3 separate regions of the Sus scrofa genome follow, and all the other regions are linked to region 3. A link is a contact called in public HiChIP or PLAC-seq and promoter capture Hi-C data. All regions are on one chromosome and are shown on one strand. Each heading gives the region's core, a stretch centred on a gene start, on an enhancer-like site or on the middle of the called end of the contact. The rest is flanking DNA. Distances are from core to core; before and after follow the strand shown. Region 1 holds the start of IFT88 (intraflagellar transport protein 88 homolog). Region 2 holds the start of EEF1AKMT1 (protein-lysine N-methyltransferase N6AMT2). Region 3 holds the start of ZDHHC20 (probable palmitoyltransferase ZDHHC20).

Region 1 (2,700 bases), core at 36-2,535, 460 kb before region 3:
TAGCCGCCGGCCTACACCACAGCCACAGCAACTCGGGATCCGAGCCACGTCTGTGACCCACACCGCAGCTCATGGCAACGCCGGATCCTTAACCCACTGAGCAAGGCCAGGGATCGAACCTGCAATCTCATGATTCCTAGTCAGATTCACTAAGCACTGTGTCACAACGGGAACTCCGTTGGAGAGGTCTTGACTCCAGGAGGGATTGATGTGGTCTTTTATCTTTTTAGGGCTGCACCCATGGCATATGGAGGTTCCTAGGCTAGGGGTCCAATTGGAGCTACAGCAGCTGGCCTACACCACAGCCACAGCAACGCTGGATCCTTAACCCCCTGAGCGAGGCCAGGGATCAAACCCTCATCCTCATGGATGCTAATCAGGTCTGCTAACTGCTGAGCCACGAGCCAGGACAGGAACACCTGATGTGGTCATCTTTTTATTCCAGCAGAGCTCAGCTCCTGGCATTAAATTTCTCCTTGATGTGTCAGAGAAGCAAGGCCCAGTTTACTCAGCCTAACAGTCCCAGCTGTTCTCAGCCCAGGGGCCCATCTACCGCCTACCTCACTATCACATCTAAAAAAAATTTCATTCCTTCTTCACTTGCCCAAAACTGGGTACCTCCGTCCAGCTTTAATGCATTAACTATCACAGTAGTCCAGAACAAAAGCAAGAGACTCATGGAGAATTGTCTCTTGACAGGCACTTAAAATTTAAAACTCATTAACTACTAGTGTCTTTAGACGCCCCCCTCTCCCGTTTATCTGTAAAATTTAAGATAATGCAGTGAAAGGGTTATGAATTTCATTCCTTCTTCACTTGCTGAGCGTCACTCTGAAGCTGGGAGCCGCCCTTGGCGCGTCTCAGGCCGCCCTGGAGTGTGTCCGGGGCAGGAGGACAGGACTGGACCATGAGGTGCGCGGACGGCGGGCAGGGGGCCTGGACTCCAGCGGGGCCCTGGGGTGGTCGCGGTGGGAGGAGGATCGGGAAGGCTGTGCAGCCGGGACGCGCTTCCGGGGCTCACAGGTTTGGGCGGCGGGCGCCCGAGCGATTAACAGCAATTCACTGGCACCGCCTCTCGGTGGCCGGCCTTCCGGCTGATTTCCTTAGGATTTAGAAGACGGCTTCCTTTGCTTTCTGGTCCGCGACCTGGCAGCGCCCCAGGACCGCCTCCGCCAGCCCCGCGCCCCCTCGCGCTCGGGGCTGGCGGCCGACCCCGCCCCTCCCGCAGGCCCCGCCCCTCCCTCAGGCCCCGCCCCCTGCCTCGCCCGCCTCCCGGTGATCCGGACCCCGCCCCCTCGCGGAGCACTGTGGGAGCCGCTTCCTTGGATCCGCGCGTGGCAACGCCGTGGCCGCCGCGCTCCGCGGAGTGACCGAAAGGCCGCTGCCGCCCCGCCGCGCTCGCCGTCGCCCTGGTCCTCTCGCCGCGAGGTAAGAGAGGGGCCGCGGGGGGTCGCGGGTGCCGGCTGCCCTCGGAGGGGGCCGTCGGGGGGCGCGGGGGGCCCAGCCCCCTCTCCGCCCGCCCCGGCCCGCCGCCGCGCGCGGCCCTCGCGCCTCCGACCCAAGCTCGTGCCGCGAAGCCCCGAAACCCCCGGGAGAGGCTCGGCAGTGACGCGGGCGCGAGCTCGGCCTCCCCTTCACAGAGGGGCATCCCCGGGGAGGGCGGACGTCGGTGCCGACTCCAGGGGCCGAGCCCGCCGGGGGGTGAGGGTCCCGGCGCTCGGTCAAGACCCCGCGGCGCGTCTGGAGAGGGGCCTCTGAACCGGGATCCGGAACGCCCCTCCCAGCCTGTCAGCTGGGGAGCCCGTTTTGGTCTGGTTACCGCCAGCAGAGAGGGTCTCCAGTTGTGAAAGTTGCTTGCTTCTGCGAAGTCCCTGAAGCCGAATCGACCTCAGTGGGGCTTGTACTGGGAAGTTCTCACTCCGCGCAGTGGGCCTTACGGTGGGGTCCATGGACCGGGAGCAGCACTTGGGAACTTGTTAGAAATGCACATTCGGGAGTTCCCGTGTGGCGCAGCGGGTTAAGGACCCCGCGTGGTCACTGCAGCGGTGAGGGGATGGCAGTCGGTACTCTGACCAGCCCTTGGATTTCTGGTGCACAGCTTTCCATTTGTACACTTCAAACTAAATTACAGATACTAAGCTTGCCCTTGAATATTTGAGTGCATATTAACTATAGTTCAATATTTGCTTATAGTTTTTTTCTTTCAAGAAAAAAGCAAAAAGGAGTCTCCCCGCGGGTGGCCCAGTGAGTTAAGAATCTGACTGCAGCAGCTGTAGTCACTCCTGACTGGGGTCCTCCACCCAACGCAGTGGGTAAAGGATCCTTAGTTGCCACAGCTGTGAGTCAAAGCTGTGCGTTGGTCACAGCTGCGGCTTGGATTCAGTCCCTGAGCTGGGAACTCTCATATGCTGGCAGGTGCAGCCATAAATTTTTGTTTGTTTTGTTTTTGTTTTTCTAGGGCCACATCTGCAGCATATGGAGGTTCCCAGACTAGGGGTCAAATTGGAGCTGTAGCCGCTGGCCTACACTGCAGCTCACGGAAACGCCGGATTCTTCACCCGCTGAGCAAGGCCAGGGATCGAACCCGCAACCTCCTGGTTCTTAGTCGGATTCGTTTCTGCTGCGCCATGACAGAAACTCCAACAGCCATAAATTTTTAAAAAGAAAAAATTATAAACAATAAAAGCAGAATTTTCAGGT
Region 2 (2,768 bases), core at 66-2,565, 310 kb before region 3:
AACGATGCTAACAGAACCAAAGGATGTAGGGAGAGTTAAGACAATGACGAGTGAACACAATGGAATAAAGAGGGGTACACCTTCAGGGGGGCCAGCACACTCATGGTGGGAGTCCCCCGAGAAGGGAGAACAGGACGGAGTATCAGTGCGAGTGCACGCGGGCTGAGCCACGGCAGTCATCGCACAGCAAGCTGATGGGCCGAGTTCTAAGGCTTCGTTTCGGCCTGGGGTATCAGCATTGAGAACTGGGCACTGCTAAAAGCTAAATGAACCTTAGTTTTAACCTGCTACCCCTTTTTTACTTAGGCCCACCCTTTATCATATCCTTAGCATGATGTCAGTATTTTCTAAGCGGCTTGTTGAAAGTGCTGTGACGTTTTAAGTCCAAAGAGCTGGAAGTGCTGTATTTACATTTTAAACTGATGCTGAGCCTCATGTGGCTCCCACTCTAGATCAGCGCTTCTCTGGGGAGGGTGGTGCTGGCATCTAACGGGTAGAGGCCAGGGATGCTGGTAAATCGTACAGTTTGGAGTACCACCCTGCACAACAGAGAGCTACCCGGCCCCAAATGTCACTGACGCTAGGATGCCAGGGGAGAGACCCTGCTTTAGAGAGAAGGGCAGGCGAATGACCGTGGACAGGCTGGAGGACACCGTTTATGCCTTGAGAGCACCTGGGGAGCACGTGGGGGCAGGTGAGAGCAGCTCAGCTGCCGGCGTTTCACCTCCGCCCCGAGGGTGGGCGAAGGATGCAGACTGGGGCCTGCGGAGCGAACTGCACGAGCGGGGGCGACGCCTTAAGGGGAAGCATCCGAGGGATTCACGGGCCCCTGCGGGGCTGTGCTGCTTCGCACGACTTGAAACTACTTAAATGGTGGGACCCACGACGCAAAAGGCAACGTGCAGGTCCACCCGCGTCTCGAACACACAAAGTTCTGTTTCCACAGGTCAAGTTTCAGGCACGACCCTCCCTCCCCGTGGACAAAACCCAGCGCTGCCCCCGAGGCCGTCCAGGCCCAGGCGCGGCGAGCCGGCGGGGAGCCCCCGGGGCCCAGCGGGTACCCGCGCCGGCGCCCGGCCCCGGCCGGCGCGCTCCTCTCGCCTCTAAAACCACTGACCTGTTCCTTCAGAAGCTCTGACGTGAGGGGAAACCACGCCCTGTGAAGCGAGGCCCCGCGCACGAGCCCGCGACGAGACGCCCCGCGCGCCGCGCCGGGACCCGGGGAGGCAGAGGCGGCGCCTCGGCCCCTCACAACCCGCGTCCGCGCGTGCGCCGTAGTCCCGCGGGGCCGGGCCCGAGCGCCGACGGCGCCCGCGCGTGCGCACTCCGTCTCGCCGAGCCGGAACCGCGGGCGGGGCCGCGGCCGCGCATGCGCACGCCCTCCGGCGGGTGCGGGGGAGGCCGCTGGGAGCCGCGCCGCAGACCGGCCGCCTGGTGCTGGGAGCTGCTCGGCTCCGCAGGTGCTTCTGGTGGTGGCAATAAAAGATAGTTAAGGTTTTAATTAGAGTCCCGGTAAGTTAAACACATACAAAGGAAATCTGCTAATTTGTTCTCTCAGTCTACCGAGAAATTCATATATTAAACTGAGTATTTATAATAGCGATAGATTAGGGAAAGCCTTTTAAACCCTGCAATTTCCTCCTCGGTGTGACTAAGACCAGCCACCTGCACCTGTCATGTTGGAATTTGCTGTGAAGAATGCAACAGCCGCCCAAGCAGAGGATTCGCACAGCTGTCTCCATGCTGAAATAAGACAGCTACTAATTCGGCAAATAATCTAATTATGAAGTAATAACGTTCTCTATGTAAACAACTGAAAACGTAGGAGAGTTTGGTCAGCCCCATGGTATATAGTCTTTCAGAGCCTTCAGTGAGGAGTGCGTTCATCCCTAGAGCACCCAGCAGACCCGGGCACACCGGCACCTAGGGAAAGTCAAGTCCCCTTCCACCTTGGCGGTTACAAATCCTGATGCTCTATTTACTTACCATTCCCCGAGGCTATCAATCTGTATTCCTTTCCTACCTTCCTTTCCTTTATTTTCTTTACCAATTCCATAATCTTACTAAGCTAGGGTCTGCTGAATAGCTTCAAATCCTTTCTGGTATAAGGTGAGGATAGGAAAAAAAAAACCCACAAAAACCGTGTTTTCAACTTTGGGAATACTATAGTTTCTATTTTAAATACTGTTTTCAGGCTTATAGCAACCCACGCTTTAATTGCTTTGAACTCATGACACATTCACTAAGCCAGGCATTTCAAGAACAGGTGTAACTTAACAAAGGAGCAGGAAAGAAAACACACAAGAGAAATCAATAACACGACCCAAGAAACAACTAACCAAGTTCACGGCAGTGTGGCTTTAGAGGTAATGTTCCAACCCAGCAAACTGCCTTGGTTTACTTGATAGAAAGGATTAAGTTAAAGCAAAGTTATTTTAAGTTTGAGATTAAGTTAAAGTTATTTTTGGTTTAAAACAGATGTTTTTAAGCTAAGTTTAAACTGCTTTCATAGCCTGTGAGACAGTTAATCTGCATATAATGTGTTACTGTGTTATTTTACAATGAAAATGAACCTAGTTGTCAGAGAGTTCAAATAGTTACACCTCCACCAATAATGCTGCCTGCTCAGACAGGTTGTCACAGTGATACAGGAAGATTAAAATGTTCCTCATGAAAACATCTGCATTGTAATTTAATGGCTCTTCAAATCATAAAAAAATTTTAAATATTGAGACAATTTTATTATCATGAAGGGAAAATTACTTGTC
Region 3 (2,700 bases), core at 55-2,554:
TCAGTAACAGGTAAACGCAGGGTGGAAAGACGTGAGTCACGTTCCGTAGCCACTCAACAACCGTGTGACCTAGTCACACTCATTTCCTACATCTGCTCAGAGACGTGAGAAAGACAGATGCTCCCTCCATCCCCACCAGCGCATTCACGTTCCTTTCCCATCCGATTCGATGTCTCCTTTTGATACTTCTGACGACCATCTATAGGTTAAACGTGCGACTTCAACCTACGTGCACCCTGCAGTGTTCCTGCAGAGGCTTTGCTTCGAAACCATTAAGGACTTGGGAGAGGGAGGGTACAATAACCGGACAGAATTAAATAGGACTGGCACAACTGGGAATAAATGCTCTCACTTCAGAGTAAATAAGTATCATCACAAGCTGAGGACCTTCCTCTGAGCATCTCTGGAAGCAGCTGTAAGAAACTAAGAAACACCTAAGTCTAGCCAGCTTCAACTGATTCAAACATTCCTGACACATGTTTTGGTATCAAAACGGAGGAAAGTAAACAATCTTCAACAGACTACCGCCCCATCTTGACTTGAAAACGTGTTCCGCAACTAACTTCTTCTGGCAGGGACAGCTTTCTTCGAAATTAAATGTTCCATAGGTTCGAAACAATGTTCTTAAAATTTTTCGTCTGAAAACGTCCCCTCAAACCTGAGCAGAGCATTCCCTTCCACGTGGAGCGCCCGCCGGGGGCTGCGCCAACGCGGGCCCGGGACGGGGGTCCCCGCGCGGCGCTTCCGCGTAGGCGCGTCCTCCGCCCCGACGGCGCGCGTCTCCCCAAGCGTCCCCTCCCTCCAGAGAACTGCCCTCGGTGTCGCCCACACTGGTCCCCGCGGGGTCCCGGGACCCGATGGGCTTCCAGGAAGGAGGCGCGGAGGAGCCGCGGCTGCCGCCGCTCAGGCCCGCCGCCTCCCGGAACAAACGGGTCGCAAGCGGCTGCGCCCGGCTCGGGCGGACACGGCCCGGCGGACGCTGAGAGCGCCCTGCCCACCGCGCGCGCCTGCGGGGCCGACGCCCGGGGCGACTCCGGGGCCCCGCCGGGTACTCACACACGCAGAGCTCCACCACGTACGCGTAGTAGGACCACACGACCACGAAGGTGATGAAGAGCACCGGCACCCAGCCCACGCTGCGCTGGCAGCAGCGCCACAGCGTACAGGGCGCCATGTTCCGCCGGCGGCCGCGGCACCCAGCGGCCCGGGGTGGCGGGGCGCGCCAAGCCCCCGGCGGCGGCGGCGGCTGTGGCGGCGGCGACTTGGACGCTCCCGGAGGCTCGGCGCCCTGCTCGGCGCCCCGCCCCCGTCCCCGCCGCGACCCCTCCCCTCGCCGCGTCGCGCCCGGCCCCGCCCCAGTCCCGCAGTGCGTCTGCGCCGCGGCCTGGAGGCGGGGCCGCGCGGGCGGGAGTCCGCAGCGGAAGAGGCGGGGCAGAGGACGGCGGAAGTGGGCGGAGGGGGCGCGCAGGCGTGGTGCGCACCGCCTCCTGGCGGCCCGCGGGGTCCGGCGAGGCCCGGGTGAACAGAGGTTCAGGCTTGGAGGCTCCCGGCGGGGACCCGCGAGCCGCGCGGGCTGCAAACCCTGGGATTTGCACGTACCTCTCCGATTAGGACTCCCGCGCTTTGAAATCGTTTGCTCGCGATTCGGGCGGAACCCCTCCGTTTTCGAAGATGGAAGCCTTTAGCCAATGTGATGTGAAACCCACATTTGGGATTGAATTGCGATGGGGCAACAACCCTCTCCCTAACCACCCCCCCCAAGACGGCTGAAATTTCCAGAATTCGTTTAAACTAGAAAATCATTTATAAATAATGCCTGGAATCATGGAGGAACCTACAAGTATCCTTTCCGGATTCCAGAAGCGACAGATTGCCTGCACACATTGCGTCCGTGACCGCATCTGGAACGGGCCTTATCTCGGCTGAAGTGTTGGTGTTGGTGTCCCAGGAAGGGGAGGCATTTACCCTACCTGCGGAGTGGACATTCTCCGCCTCTGGATAATGCTTTCATGTTAAAGCATGCAAACCACAGTGGACAACATGTATGACAGGCCATAAAACAGGCTGCTCCAGTGCCAAATCATGTGTTAACTGGCCAAATCATGAGTAAGCCCAAATGCTTCCCCACTGCAGTATGAGAACCTTTCTTCCTTCAGGATGGTGGCTTTTAACAGAGACTGGAGACCATGGGGCAGGTCTCCACCCTGGTACTGGAGCAATGCTGGCAGCCTGAGGCCTCGAGCTGCATAATCCCCATTTTTACTGCCAGCCAGGAACTTCAAAATGCCCTTTTAAAAGTTCTGGTTGTCAGCTGAGAGCCAGGGGAGAAAAAAGGCCACTAGAGGTAGGTGGGAAGACTTCAGGCGAGGTTTCCATTTCCGGAAGTCATGTAGCTGTGAATATGGAAAGAACGAAGAAGGAAAAAACCCACAAACTCACAAATTTAGAATTAAACCACAATTCCAAAACACAGTGGAATCTAATACTGAGAAAGGATGCCAATAAAAACAATAAGGACTTGAATTCACTGAAATTAATTTTATGAAGCAATCTCACAAAAACGTAAAAACAATATATGGCAGGAGTTCCCATTGTGGCTCAGTGGAAAAGAATCCTACTAGGAACCATGAGGTTGCGGGTTGGATCCCTGGCCTTGATCAGTGGGTTAAGGATCCAGGTGTTGCCCTGAGCTGTGGTGTA

The links. Promoter capture Hi-C pulls out the DNA fragments that hold promoters and counts their contacts. HiChIP or PLAC-seq counts read pairs in DNA pulled down with a chosen protein or histone mark.
Region 1: an H3K27ac HiChIP or PLAC-seq map of alveolar macrophages shows a contact between it and region 3. The contact joins the promoter of IFT88 here to the promoter of ZDHHC20 in region 3. A contact is called at or near these places in 2 of 5 promoter capture datasets (fetal liver and liver) and 1 of 2 datasets of contacts at active chromatin or transcription factors (alveolar macrophages).
Region 2: a contact with region 3 is called in a promoter capture Hi-C map of fetal liver, with 4 times the contacts expected there. The contact joins the promoter of EEF1AKMT1 here to the promoter of ZDHHC20 in region 3. A contact is called at or near these places in 3 of 5 promoter capture datasets (fetal liver and liver) and 1 of 2 datasets of contacts at active chromatin or transcription factors (alveolar macrophages).

Annotation. Positions count from the first base shown.
Region 1 is chr11:942,165-944,864 of Sscrofa11.1, forward strand. IFT88 (intraflagellar transport protein 88 homolog) reads left to right here and starts at 1,286. Exons shown (of 26, transcript XM_021065434.1): 1 at 1,286-1,428.
Region 2 is chr11:1,093,803-1,096,570 of Sscrofa11.1, forward strand. EEF1AKMT1 (protein-lysine N-methyltransferase N6AMT2) reads right to left here and starts at 1,316. Exons shown (of 5, transcript XM_021065435.1): 1 at 1,118-1,316.
Region 3 is chr11:1,404,555-1,407,254 of Sscrofa11.1, forward strand. ZDHHC20 (probable palmitoyltransferase ZDHHC20) reads right to left here and starts at 1,305. Exons shown (of 12, transcript XM_021065450.1): 1 at 1,057-1,305. The coding sequence starts at 1,174.